Regions from separate parts of the Zea mays genome. Here region 2 is linked to region 1. Evidence: chromatin contacts called from public Hi-C data. All regions are on one chromosome and are shown on one strand. The core of a region is the stretch at or near the end of the contact, and the rest is flanking DNA. Distances in the headings are between cores, read along the strand shown.

Region 1 (7,453 bases), core at 1,871-4,370:
TGAAGTCTATTCGATCGACCCATGTTTTTGGTGGACTCTAATCTATCCTCTAACTCTTAGTGTCAACCGAATCAGTTGACTAATCATCACGATTTAATAGTTCTTTGGTAGCAGTAGTCTTTATGCATGACAAGTCGACAATGCAAACATGATACTACAGAAAAACATTTAATTTTGGTGGCTAGAGCCAGCTAAAAATAAGCATTTTCTACAAAAATTAACTTATTTTTGGTGGCACTACTAATTGGAAGTTTCTTGCCAAAAAATTGATTATTTTTCATGGCCACCGCTAAAAATAAGGATTATTTTCGGTGGCCATCGCTAAAAATAATCCTGATAGCCTTTATTTTCGGTGGCTAGCCTTGATCGTTGAAAATATAAGAGTTATTTTCAGCGACTAGGCCTAGCTGTCAAAGATAAAGGCTGGGCCAGGGGCGAGGGCGCAGGGGCGAGTGACGCGTGTGCCACAACGTCAGGGCGTGTGTAGCGACAACGACATGTGCTCGTTGGACAGTTGCACGGCCACAGGGCAACATTTACTGATACGAGATGAGCGGCATGGAGGAGGCACCTGGGCTTCTAAGGTACAAGGCGTTGGTGCAGGTCGGGGCGGACGACATAGAGGCACTGGGCTTATTAGCTAGATATGTAGCAAATGCAAGGATTACCAACCTCGATTTTGTGGTGCTAATGTTAGTTGAAAATGCTAACAATTGATCGATAATTACAAAATTTGTTCTCAGAGACAACCCATTTATTCATAGAGTCCTTCAATCAGGTAAACCTTTATAATTTTTCAACAAAATTCCAAAAAACTTGTTCAATTCTCTCGTATGACTTTATTGTAATGTTTGTAACACATGTTTGTTTTGTAAATGATGTTTGTCGTAGTAGCCTATTATGCATCATTGCTAATGGCTACGAAGAAAAACAACAAAATAGATGCTTGAGAAGTTGCAATGGATGAGTTACCATATCAAAGCTACCACCAAACAATCCACTCATCATTCAACCTAGCCTCGACTAGGCTACCCCCATCGCTGTCAGCCTGTCACCACCACAACCGTAACCTCACATTCATCAACCCTATCATGTCATATTTGTTGATTCGTATGTGATGCATGTCGACTCATACTCTTGTCATTGTAGTAAGCATGTTGTGCTACAATGATCGCTATGAGTGTCCACGTTGTTGAGTACGGTGTAGTAGTAGGCAGTATAGCTACATGTTCTTTATAGTGCTTGTGGTAGGCCTAGAACTCTAGACATGGCTATATGGACTATGGTACCAACGCACACCATTTAGTATTCATGGATACACCATAGCGATGGACATGCGCTATATTTTATTTATCTAGCACCACATCTTGTCTTGGTGAGGGGAGCACGTGGCGTCGGGACCGTCTCATCCTAGAGGAATCATGAGAAATGTTAGAGGATTTTGTAGGGCGTTAGGACATGGCTGGTTGGAGGCTTGGCCTCTACAGTAGAGGATCCCGAGAATGCTAGGTTGGTCCCACCCAGGCTCACTGTAGCTCTATCTTCTGCTGACAGAGTCTTAGAGGGCGCTTTGCTAGCATCGAAGGTACGTCTTCCCTCGGAAGTTGGCAAATATAGTGAGAGAGAAATTACTAACTTTCCAAGCTAAAAATAATATTGAAAATAGTTATAGAAGTGTTGGCATACGTTAACCTGATATTTTCTTATTCAAATTATCTAACTTAAAAATCATTTTTTCATTGGTTGGTCTGTTCCTATTCTTTTCTTGAGAAAAAAATCCTATCCACAATCCTTCTGAAAGTGCATCTAGCCCTTTGTGGGATTTGGTGTTTGAATGAAAACAAAATTAAATGACTAATCAAGCCTGTTGAGTGTTGAATAGGAACTTAGGTATGAAAGTGGATATCGTACAAGGATCAAGACAACGGATTGAATGTATATCACAAGAAGGATATTCAATGTACACTCAAGATGGTATGACTTAAGGAAGGCTTGATAATGTGAAGATAGCATGGAAATATGGCTTCGAAGAACTAAGCAAAGGAGATGGTAAAGAGGATTTATGTACCAAAGCTAAGGTGAAGAAGCAAGTAATTACATTGAGTCGAAGAACCAATCAAGTCCAAGAGAGGTCATGCTAAGGAGAGTAATCCTAAGTTGAATAAGGTTAAGCAGAATGGACATTGATTAAGTTGCTAGTCATTGAACTTGACTTGGAGTCAGTTTGGTAGACCAAGGACTAAGGTAAGGAATAACTTCGAGGAACTAAGTAAAGGAGAAGGTCAAGAAGATTGAGGTATCAAAAGCTAAAGTGAAGAAGAAACTGCTTGCAAGAGTCAAAGGTGATCAACATGTGAAGAGTTGTGTGATATTGAAGACGACAACATAAGAAGACGTGACTTGAATTCATCAGAGTAATTTATATACATTTGGATGGTTCAAGTCATAAGTCTCAAGAGGTACTAGCTCAAGAAAAGGACATGGTCACAAGATCAAGCTGAAAGTATCAAAGTTAGAACATGGAAGGACTTAAAAGTTGTGCTCACTTTGATTTTAGTGTTTGGGCCAGTCCTGAGTTTGGAAAGGTTCTTGATGACCATTATAGTATATTGGAACTCAAAGATGTGGCAGAATTGATCAGATTAAATGTTTGAGGTTCTAAGTGACAAATAACACAAAAGGATGCATGAAGAGATGAGGGAATTGGAATTGGAGAATTGAAAGTCGCCTAGAGGAGAGGTGAATAGGCGAAACATAAAATTTATCACTATATACAAAAACTCAAACCCTGGTTAGGCGTTAGAACAAGAAAACAACTTAATCGAAGCGAGGGAGAGAAGTTCTTGTTAGAGTTGCTAAATATGATTGTGAAATTACTTCAGGAGCAACACAAATGAGTTAGAATCAAGCGCAAGCAAGAGAACTTTAGAGTGAGGGTGAGGAAGAAACAAATCACAATCGAATACAACACAAAAGACATGGACGATTTCATTCTCGAGGTTCCGCTCTGAAGAACAGCATGTATGCACACGTTTCGTGCATGGGTTTGCTGAAATCTGAACTCCTGCTCCTATCAAGTGCAGAGGGAATGCGGCCAGAGGATGTGGGCCTAAGCCCAGACCTGAGATTCTTTAGGGCTCGAGACACCGCCACTGCTCAGGTCGTCCCGACGATAACGCACACGGCGATATACAAATGCCCGAGTTTCTCGGTAGGCTGACACCTGACTGTGCTTAATTTTGTTTGATGGTGTGCAGTACTGAAAAGCTCGTGTTTTTATCAAACCTTCCCGTACGTTTGGCAGATTGTGACACTATTCTTGCCATGAAACGTGGTGATCCCTCTCCACAACCACCCTGGAATGACGGTGTTCGGCAAGCTGCTCCTCGGGTCGATGCACATCAAGTCGTACGACTGGCTCCGCGCTGGTCCTGATCCTTCTGCGAGCACTACTAGTTCTTCATCCTCCGATGGTGAATCCATGTGGACCATGTCTGTCAGTAATGTACCGGAGGCACAAGAAGCTACAGCCACGGAGGAAGCAGAAGACGACGGAGCATATCACGTTTCGTACGCGGGAGCTGATCAAGCAGACTCCGTTGCGGGTGGACGGCCCAGAAGGAAGACTATGCCCAACTCTCGTTTGGTGGGCCCGGAATGGGTGAACTAATGATTTGTCAGCCCATGTAATAACGAGTACTTATTCCTCTGTTGTGGAGAAGTGGAACTCAAGAAAGAACATAATACCTATCACTACGTTCTATCTTCGTATTCATTCTTCCTCCCTCAACTCCTTCTCTACCTCAGCCGCCGTCTTTCTCCCGGCGTTGACAGTGTCGTATGGTTCTGCTCCTTAGCACTGTCGCCGGCGTGATCGTCTGTTTCTCTTGTTAACCCTCTGTAGAGCAGATAGATACATACACATGTTCTGATGTAGTGATGTCTAAGATCTTGTTCTGTTCCTGCGCAGTGAGGCTGGTAGAACTGGTGGTGGACGACGTCTTCACAGCGCCGTACGTGCGACACCTCCGTGCTATACCCGACGGTAGGAGGGAACATGCACCAGTTCACCGTCATGGCGAACTGCACGATCCTCGACGTCCTCGAGCCCCTTCCTCCATAGAGGAGGACAGGGACTGCACGTACTACGCGGACATACCATACACACACCATTCGAGTAAGTAACCACCCACGCACATCTTCCACCTCTGTAAATGATTTTTGCGTTCAATTGCTTCAATTGCTTAGTGGATGCCAATTGCCATTCCTTCGTTTTCATGTAATTACCAGCAGTACATGAGTTCTTCTTGCCGTTGCACTAGAGACTCACGTACGGGGAGACCGGTCCATGTCTATGCTTTTGCAGTGGCGGGCGCAGGCGGTGACCTCGACGGCGTGGACGTGGAGTGGGGCCAAGGCCGTCTAGCGTGGCTGGCGGAGATCGATGTTAAGAGTATGTGTATGTATTCTGTTAGAGGTTCGCTAGTTTACTGGTAGCTGTTGACTGGCTCCGTGCGTCTAGCAGCTCAGTCCACGCTTGATCCATGTAAACCGGATCAATTGATCCCAATCCATTCCTGTAACTCTGATATAAATAGAGGCTACTATCCCACGAGGATAGATGCGCAGTTCAGAAGAAACTTTTCATGGTACCAGAGCCTACGATCCAAAGAAATCGCCATGTCCACTTTCTCCACAACCACTAGCCTAGCCGCCGGTTTTAGCACCATGCCCACACCGGCGTTCAGCCATGTCGTGAGTGTGAAACTGAACCAGGAGAATTATCTTCTCTGGTCTGCCCAAGTCTTGCCGTACCTTCGTAGTCAAGGTCTTGCAGGCTACATCGACGGATCCGTGGTGCCACCACGACAAACCATCATCGCCGAACCATCAGAGGCGACAAGTGGACGCGCCATCGTCATCAACCCGGAGTACACAAGCTGGTACCATCAGGACCAGCTCGTTCTCAGCGCGATCAACTCCTCCCTCTCTGAAGAGATCCTGTCGGATGTCATCGACGCCACCACCGCTCGAGAGGCATGGAGCACGCTGGAGAAGATGTATGCATCAACATCGCGAGCACGTATCATGCAGATACGGATGCAACTCGCGACGATCCAGAAGAATGATCTCAGTGCCGCCGACTACTTCAGGAAGGTCAAGCAGTTAGCTGACACACTGGCGGCCATCGGCAAGAGACTGGCAGATGAGGAGTTCATCTCATACTTGCTGCGTGGCCTCCCAGCAGAGTATGATTCACTCGTCACCAGCATCACCACTCGATCCGACACATACACCATCAGCAACGTCTACGCGCATCTGCTCAGCTTTGAAATTCGGCAAGAGCAGTACGGTGGCCATGGTCAGGTATCCTCTATTAATTCTGCAAACAAATTTGGGGGTCGTGGTGGTACTGGACAGAGTTTTGGCAGGAATAATCGTGGTCGTGGCCGTTCACCAAAGGGCGGCAGCTGGCAAAGGGGGCGAGGTGGTCGCTCACCTGTACCTGGAAGGTCACAGAACAACAACTTCAATGGTCCTGCGTGCCAGATATGTGGAAAAGGAAGCCATGATGCACTTCAGTGCTGGCACAGGTTTGATCAAAGCTTTCAGCCTGAAGCAACTGTGAAACAGGCAGCAGCAGCAACTCATGGATACAACGTTGATCCAAATTGGTATATGGATAGTGGTGCCACAGACCATATAACCAATGATCTTGAAAGACTGACCTTCAAGGAGCGCTACAATGGTGGAGATCAAGTCCAAGTTGCAAATGGAGCAGGTTTGTCTATAACCCATGTTGGTCATTCATCTATTTCTGGTTCAGCTAGGCCACTGTACCTCAACCATATCTTATATGTACCCAAGATAAACAAACACTTGATTTCCATTAGAAAGTTAGCTGCTGATAACAATGCCTTTGTTGAACTCCATCCTAATCATTTCTTTGTTAAGGATCAAACCACGAAGCAACTTCTTCTCAGAGGCAAATGTAGGAATGGTCTCTACATATTCCCAAATAAGAGCTTAGCACTGCTGACAGAGAAGAGTTCATCAGATCTGTGGCATAGAAGACTTGGACATCCAGCCTCTCCAATCATCATTAGAGTTTTACAAGATAATAACATAGCTGTAAATTCAGAGATTTCTCCTTCCTTGATTTGCCATGCTTGTCAACTAGGAAAATCTCATCAGCTACCTTTTCCTCATGCTCTGCATATGTCTACTGCACCTCTGGAACTTGTACAGACCGATGTATGGGGTCCTGCAATTTCATCAATAAATAAATCAAAGTATTATGTCTCTTTTGTTGATGATTTCAGTAGATATGTGTGGATATACTTTGTGAAAAACAAATCTGATGTTGAACAGGTTTTCCTTCAGTTTCAAAAACATGTTGAGCTCATGCTAAACACTAAAATTAAGGCTGTTCAATCTGATTGGGGAGGGGAGTACCAACGCTTACACAAATATTTTCAGTCCACTGGCATTAATCACAGAGTGACATGCCCACACACACATCAACAAAATGGTTTAGTAGAAAGAAAGCACAGGCACATAGTAGAAACAGGTCTCACTCTGCTTGCACAAGCTCAACTTCCCTTGAGATTTTGGGATGAAGCTTTTAGCACAGCTAGTTTCTTGATAAATAAGATGCCAAGTAAAACAATTAATCATGACACACCTCTACACAAACTGTTTGGAACAAATCCAGATTACTCTAAACTTCGTGTGTTTGGGTGTGCTTGTTGGCCAAATTTGCGTCCATATAATCAAAACAAACTCAGTTTTAGATCAAAACAGTGCACCTTTCTTGGGTATAGTTCTTCTCACAAAGGTTACAAATGTTTTGACCACACTACTGGCAGGGTGTACATTTCCAGAGATGTAATTTTTGATGAGCATGTTTTCCCTTTTGCTGAGAAAACTCTAGAAAAAGTACAAGATCCTAAATCCTCTAATCATCCTACTATTCTGCCTATTCTAGTTAAACCCACTGCATATACTGAAGATGCTCTCTTTCTCCTTGACAACCCACCAGTAGATGAACCAGTTATAAATGATGCCTTCATGGGTGATCGACAGTCTAATCCAAATGCTAATGAGGATGGTCTTTGTCATAATATGCCTCCTGCAGGTACAGAAAATGGAGGGGCAGAACTAGCAGCAGCACAAAATCAAGAACAACAACACTTTTCTGAACCTGCAGCTGAACCTGAACCTGAACCAGCTGCATCTCCTGAACCAGCTGCCTCTGAACCTGTTGTTGTGCCTGATGTCCAGACTCGACTCAAGAATAATATTGTGCAACTGCATCAAATGCAGACTCGACTCAAGAATAATATTGTGCAGCCCAAGGAGTTCAAGGATGGCACTATCAAGTATTCTCACAAGGCAAGAGGTTTTGTTGCTCAAGTCAAATCTGGTCCTGAGGTAACAGAACCACATGATC
Region 2 (7,453 bases), core at 3,538-6,037, 440 kb before region 1:
ATTTGGCAGGAAAAATAATGGGGAAAGGACAAGTGGCAGCTCACGAGGTCCCCGGCCCTGATTGCAACTGATTTGCTCTCTCGCCTCCTCCGATCCGGCCAACCTCATCTCGTCCCGATTTGTTTTGTGCTAATCCGTGCGAGATGAATTGCTTGTTTCCTCACCCTTCATCTTCTCATTTCCTTCTCCTCCTTTTCGTTTAGGATATGTTCTCGATAATAATAATAGCAACAATGGCCTTGTCGACAGGTCAAGCCGCGACTGCCACCGCCAAGCAAGGTCGAGACAAGAATGCAGTGACTGGGCGGCGCGCGGCGACCTGCGTCCGGCAGTACCGCAGTAGTAGTCATCGTCGTCCATTGCAGCGCAGCGGTAGGAGCTATAGCTAGGAGCCTAGCACGGTGGCACGCGATGCATGCCTGTCTCTTCCGGAGGACGAGGAATCAGGAAAGCGAGCTCAGTCAGTGCTAACTGCTGAGAAATCAGGAATGGAGCAAGAACCCGAACCAGACCAATGGCCGGCACTCACTGGTTGCTGTCACGGAAAAAAGTTCGTCGGCGCACCTACAGTTTCGTTTCGCGTACGTACGTACGTACATTATTGCATCGTGTCGTCTTCCCGTACGTCTCTGTAGTTGCTACCTCCGATCCGACTCGTGAAGCTAGTGGACGATACGCCTCTCGCTCACCTATGATGATGATCCGGACAGAGGATCGATTCAGATACAAAAGATACTATCTCTATCAAAAAAAGACATGCCGGCTTTCGGCTTAAAACTAGTTGTCTGTCGGTCGAATTGAAGAACTAATCTTAGTTAGATAGAAAAAAGTTAGGTAAAGCATGATAGGTTTTAGGCAGTGAAGACCATGGGCTTAAACTGTGTCATCTGTTTTTCCAAGACGGAGGGCAGACATGGACAGAAACTGATCGCTTAACCAGGTGATGATGATGCCTGCTGCAGAGAATGCAGACAAAGGAATCAGGATTCAGGACAAAAGACCAGCTGTGACTGTGACCATCCACGCCAGACCAGCTGCGAGCGAGTTTCACTGCAGATCGTGTGTAGCGTTCTGCTTCTTCTCAGCAAATAATTCATTCAGATGGTCCAACCAGCACAGCGCGCGTGCGTGATCGATCATCCAAGGATCTCTCCATCAGGGATTTGCTGTGCCAGTGCAGCGTATACTAATATCTCTAGCAGAATCCTCAAAAGCTGGTCAGCCTAATAAGCTGCAAAGATTCTCCACGCATGTTTGCCTCAACCGCCGCCGAGATCTGCAAGCGAAGCAGTTGCTTCTGCCTTGCCTTGTTGGAAGGGACAGAGTTGTTTACCGGAGCTGGGGGCACGAGACCTTTTTTTTTCCCAATGAAACACGATGTTAATCGTGTACTTCCTATGTCAGTACTAGTTGTTTGAGTTACTGCACTGAGCGTATGGTCGCACACTCACTCACCGTCTGATCAGTTTGACACATGTGAAACCGTCTCTGGTCACTTAACAAAGAGACGTCGAACCATAGCCCATTGGTCCCAAGATAGTACTATTCACATGGTCCAATAACCGTATAGAAAGAACCCTAGCTACTACAGTTGTGTCCTATGGTCCGATGACCACCATCGGACGAGTCCTAAGCAACATAAAACTCTCTTATCTGTTTACACGGACCGTCAACATATGCAGTGGTCCGACCGACGATCTACTTTTTGTGGAGTCTAACAATCAAACTCTCACAGGTTGCCTACATGGAGGCATTAGACCATCACTATTTGTCCAATGATCTATTGCTCACAGAGTCCGATGATCAAGCTCTCGCAGGTTGTCTGCGTGGAGGCGTCGAACCATCACAGTTGGCTGACAATCTAGTGTTTTCACAGAGTCCAACGATCAAGCTCTCACACGTGGAGGCATCGAACCATCACCATCGGTCCGACCATCCTGAAGCTCAAGGTCTGACACCTCTAAAACCCTTCAAACTCTAAAAACATGGGAATAGGGTTTGATCCACACTTTGGGGCCTAATCTAGCCTACCTAGAGCTAAAGACACTAGTGTGCACCACACTAAACTCATTAGACTTACCTAGGTCAAGGTAATGGTTTATACCCCCTCTCCTTTATAGTATGGTCAAAGGAAAAACAAGATCCAAAAATACTCTATGTGCCTTCCAACTCCAAACGACACTTAAAACTAGTATATCCTTAAAACGAAATTGTGGGAATCACACCAACACGCTCGACTAACCTCCATCTGGCGGTTAAAAGAATGAGAAGGAAGCTGGCGCAACCATGGTTCATGGAGACAATCATCACCATGATATGGTGTATCTGGAGCTGTAGAAATGGATGGATTTTTTAAATCCCCCCTCTACTATCCAGGGTTGCAAAACTATATCTTCGCTCAGGAAATGAACCTCAACACTTACAGAATGAAAGAAACGCTAGCGGAGAATGTTAGACATTGGCTTCAATCGCTGTAACATATCATCTATGTAACTTGTAAAGTAATCGTCTGAAACAATAAAATAAATACTGTAGGAGTCTCCTACAGTAAATTTCTTTTCAAAAAAAAAAAAACAATGATAACACTGGGTTGTTAAGAAAAAATGTGCAAGACAAAAGGTTGCAGGTCATGTTTCACTGGATATTGTCATGGGAATCTCTTCACCTCCAGAAGAGCAAAGCCTCGGTGCAACCTGAAGCAGCATTCTTAACATATCAAAGATTTCAACCATCCTTGGGTGTGACCTATCATCTGCGTTAAAGGAATGCACCTCATTTTTCACCTCAATCCAGCTCCATCCAGGAATTTTGCTTAATGCCCTGTTCCTCATTACCTTCTGCACTGTTGCTCTGTCACTCCACATACCAAGACCAGAATACATGCTGGAGAGAAGAACGTAGGTGGAGTGCTGTCGAGGTTCCGCCACAAATAAATGCCTTGCCACATCGCTTGCTAGTTCCATATTCCCATGGATTCTGCAAGCACCTAAAAGGGTCATCCAAACTATGGCATCTGGCTGAAATGGCATAGACTCAATAAGCTCTTTTGCTTTATCAAGCTGTCCTGCCCTCCCATATAGATCAACACCACATGCATAGTGCTCCATTCGCATAGGAATTTTATACCTAGTTTCCATCGTATTGAGAATTTCTGACCCTTCATCTACAAGACCACCATGGCTGTAGGCGGTAATCAGGGCAACAAAGGTCACATGATCCAAAGGAACCTCAAGGTCCAGCATCTCATTGAAGAGGTCGGTCACAGTCTGTGCCTGCCCATGTTGAGCATAACCAAACATCATAGAGTTCCAGGGCACAGAGCTACTCTTGTCTGCCTCTTCGAAGGACTTTCTTGCGTCACCAAGCACTCCGCACTTAGAATACATGAAGATCAGCGAACTTGAAACGAAGTCATTGGAAGCAAAACCAGATTGGACGACCAAACTGTGTACTTGTCTACCTAGCCGAAGTACAGCAAGGTCTGAGCAAGACCTCAGAGCAGCAGAGAGCCCAAACTCATCTGTTCTAATATTCTCTGCCCGCATGCATCTGAAGAATTTCAAAGCATCAGAACTCAAACCGTGATGTGAATATCCAGTTAGCATAGAGTTCCAGGAGACTGCATCCTTAAAAACCAAAGAACTAAAGCAGTTATAAGCATCCTCCATCATGCAGTTATCAGCAAACCTAGTGTACATGGCGATCATAGCATTGCAAACAGGTGTGACTCCTTCCAACCCAAACTTGATCACCAAACTATGAATCGATCTCCCTTGCTGATCATCACACCCATGCTCCGAACAAACACTTATGGCACTTGTAAAGCTATACATGTCAGGCTGGATTCCACTCTCTCTCATCATCCTGACAAAGAATCTCATTGCCTCATCGTCCAGCCCATGGTAAGCGTAGGCTCCTAGCATAGAATTCCATGATATCAGATCCCTGCTCTCAATTCCATCAAAAATCTTTCTAGAGTCTGCAAGCGCATCACACTGTGAGTATGCAGTGATTGCTGCATTCAGCGCTACCAACCCCAACGCAGAACCATACTTCACAATCTTGCCATGCAGCTGCCGCATCAAGGAATACCACCTTGGGCCAGCAATTGTCGCGAGTAAGACAGCAAATGTCGTACCATCCGGGACCGACCCCACCCTCTGCATCTCAAGAAACAGCTCCATTGCTTCTGCCGGCTTCCGAGAGTCCGTATACCCAGCAATGATCGCGTTCCAAGAAACGATATTCCGCACTGGCATTCCATCGAACACCCGGCGAGCATCGCCCAAGCGGCCACATTTCGCATACACATCGAGCAACGCACTCGCAGGGAAGACGTTATCAGCGAGGCCGCACCTGACGGAAAATGACTGCAGCTGGGCGCCGAGCTCAGGGCGTCGCGCGGCGGCCGCGGAGCGGAGCGCCGAGCCGAGGGCGAAGGTGCTGGCGGCGAGCCCCCGCGCGTGCATGGCCCGAAGCAGGCGCCATGCGTCCCGGTGCGCTCCAGCCGCGACGTGCGCGGCAAGGAGGGAGTTCCAGGAGGCCGCGTCGGGGTGGGGGATCTCGTCGAACACCCGGCGCGCGGCGGCGAGGCCAGTGGCGGAGTACGCTGTGAGGAGCTGGTTCCAGGGCGTGGGGGAGGAGGCGCCGGACTTGAGGAGCGTGGCGTGGGACTTGGCGGCAGCGAGTGCGTGGTGCTGGCGGCGGTGCATGCGCAGCTATACAGGCTACGGTGGCGGTGGATGCGTCCCCGCGCGTGCCGTGCGCGGGCATTTGCGGAGCCGGGAGGCAAACGTTAATAACCTAAAATTTTTACCCCAAAACTGATTATTAAAAGTAGACTAAAAAGTTTTAAGAGTAAATTATAATGTGTACTCCAACAGTTATTTTAAATATGATATGTGGCGTAATCCGTCGGGAGGCTGATGATGATTTGATACGTTGAGAAATTGATTGGAGAGGGATAGAACACACCAAAATATGAGGGAGGGGAGACTGTGGATGCGGGACACCAATTTTTTAGGAAAAAAATGAGGGAGCTATTGAAGTAAGAAAAAACACTATTCTTGATTAATATCTGTTTTGGGTTAATTTACTCGTTCTTTTAGAGTTGCTCTAATAGTGTCCTACTTAGACTAATCCGAGGTTACTTGAATGAATAGCATTGAATCTATGCATGTGCTCACTATGAACATATAAACAGAGGTGATTAGGATGACATATCGTTGCTCTGTAGTGGAGGAGACGGATCCGATCCTCGCCCACCATCTCTAATCCCGACGCTGTCGTCCTACAGAGGTGGCTTGGACGTCGAGATCCGAGGCCGCAGTGGATTGTAGCGTTTTCAGGACGTTTAGGCGATGGGGCCTCTGGGAACTAGAGTTTTAAGACGAGGTATTAGCGTTAGTCTTTTCTGCGACCCATCAGTTCTATATTTATAGCATTGTGTGCCTGCGGGCTTTAATCAAGGTTAACGTGGGTCCTCTCGATTAAGGGCTCGATTAAAGAGACGATAGTTGGATTAAACTTAATCCGGTCTCTATTAACCGGCTGTAGAGGACACATCCATCATCAAAATCAAATCATACATTGTTAGATGACTGCTCTGTTGGTGTTGCCATAGGGGGCGAGGGCAATGGCTTGCTGCAAATAAGAAGGTACAACCGAAGCAGGCTGATGGCGGCTTGCTGGACGAAGGCGCGGAAGCCGGTTCACGAATCACGATGACGAATTGACGACGGAGTGATGGACTGGTGCCTCTGCTGGTGGAGTGCGAGAGTCCGGGGCTGGCCGCTGGCGGCGTCGAGGGCTCGCCACTCGCAGTCGAGGTCGGGGCCACCGCCGAGCCCGAGCTACTGGTGAGTGGAGGCCGGGGCCGGCTGCGAACTAGATGGAGTGGCTGGTGGGCGGTGGCAGTTAGAGATGGCAATGAATAAATAATCATTGGTTACTAATATCTATACTCGTACCGACGACATAAAAATAACTTTATCGAATCATCCATATACACTGATATATATGGATTTACCCTCATATTCATACTCATACCCATGTGAGTATAAGGGCCCGTTTGGCACAGCTCCAGCTCCTGATTCTAAGCGAGGATCTGGAGCAGCCGTGCCAAACGGGTATTTTTTTAAACTGATTCTCGTGTGCAGCTGAAAGATCGGAAGTCGTTTTTGTGAAAAAAGGTGGGATCTAAAAAAACCTGCTCCACCCTCCCTTAAAACAGCTCCTCAACCAACCAAATATGGACCTCCCCTTAAAGTTTAATCGAAATTACCCGCAATTGCCATTGGACAAAAACATAACGAGCCAATTTATGGATTAAACATTTAAGACCATTTTATGCACTACTATGATGGGAATATTTTATATGTTATTGTTTCATATTTTTTTTCTGTATATGCATCCTACTTATTGGTTTGTAACAAAGTTGAACTTCAAAGGGTAAAACAGACAATCGCCACAGACCACCAACTCTCAGAAGACAAGAATCAGTTTACTTGCCAAACAATTTTAAAAATGATTCTGATTTTCTAGGAGAATCAGGAGGATCAGCTCCTCATGAGGATCAGGATCTGGAGCTAAAGAAGCAGGAGCTCGAGCTTTGCCAAACGGGCCCTAAGTCACCCATCGGGTCACCTGTACCTAAAAAATTAAACATCTATTAAAATATTATATTATACAAATGTCAAGTATATCAATCTAAATACCATTACAAAATTTCTAGTATCATTTAACCATCCATTCAACACATCAAAGATAATTAGATAAAATAGTAACATTAGAATAGTACTACATAGCACGTTACATGTTCCATTACATAGTCATTAAATTGTCGTTAAGCCTTCTATAACATAGTGACCTAAAAGGTTGTTAAATAATAAAAAAGATGGATGACTAAAGTCCAAGTCATGCTTGAGCTAAGTTTATATTGGGTTTTTTATACCCACGGGTTAACGGGTATGGGTGAAGGCGGAACGTTTTAATACCCATTTATCCGTTGGGTGAAGATTTTTGTCCAATAACAAACACATGGGTAGACTATTTAGCCCAAATACATACCCTGATGGAGTAAATATCCATCAGGTACTGGGTCACGAGTACCCATTACCATCTCTAGGGCCGCTGGGGAACCAGATCAGCTGACTTAGAGCATCTCCAATAGCTCCTCGGAAGTATCTTTTAAATCAAGTTATTTTTGGAACTGAATGGCAGTGCTTGCTTACCCTACCTCTTGTGCCTTGCAAGAAACAAAATTTAAAAAATCAGATATGCATGAAACTAAAATACCGAATGGCATGTTATAAATCACTAGTTCAAATTTTTGACATACCTTCGGTACTTGTACCTGCAATAGATTTTTGTTTTGTCCTTTTTTTTCCTCCTCTAGTGCTTTCCTTCCCACCTAAATTTTTGTCTCTTTGAACTTCTTATGCCGATCTCTTTT

The links. Hi-C and Micro-C count contacts between places; a contact is called where the count stands out from the background.
Region 2: a contact with region 1 is called in a Hi-C map of ear, with 4 times the contacts expected there. The contact joins the promoter of LOC103640633 here to the enhancer-like site in region 1. A contact is called at or near these places in 3 of 25 Hi-C or Micro-C datasets (ear and root tip).

What each region holds. Positions count from the first base shown.
Region 1 is chr1:180,580,533-180,587,985 of Zm-B73-REFERENCE-NAM-5.0, reverse strand. It overlaps the pseudogene LOC103645083. Among protein-coding and RNA genes, the nearest start is that of LOC111590781, 100 kb to the right of the region's middle. Within about 2 kb of position 3,120, at least 8 of the 20 cell types and tissues checked have an H3K27ac peak or open chromatin away from gene starts, as enhancers often do. A contact at or near this core is called in ear, where this site is marked.
Region 2 is chr1:181,023,439-181,030,891 of Zm-B73-REFERENCE-NAM-5.0, reverse strand. LOC103640633 (putative pentatricopeptide repeat-containing protein At3g25970) reads right to left here and starts at 4,787. Exons shown (of 1, transcript XM_008664090.3): 1 at 2,428-4,787. The coding sequence starts at 4,712. The coding sequence ends at 2,628.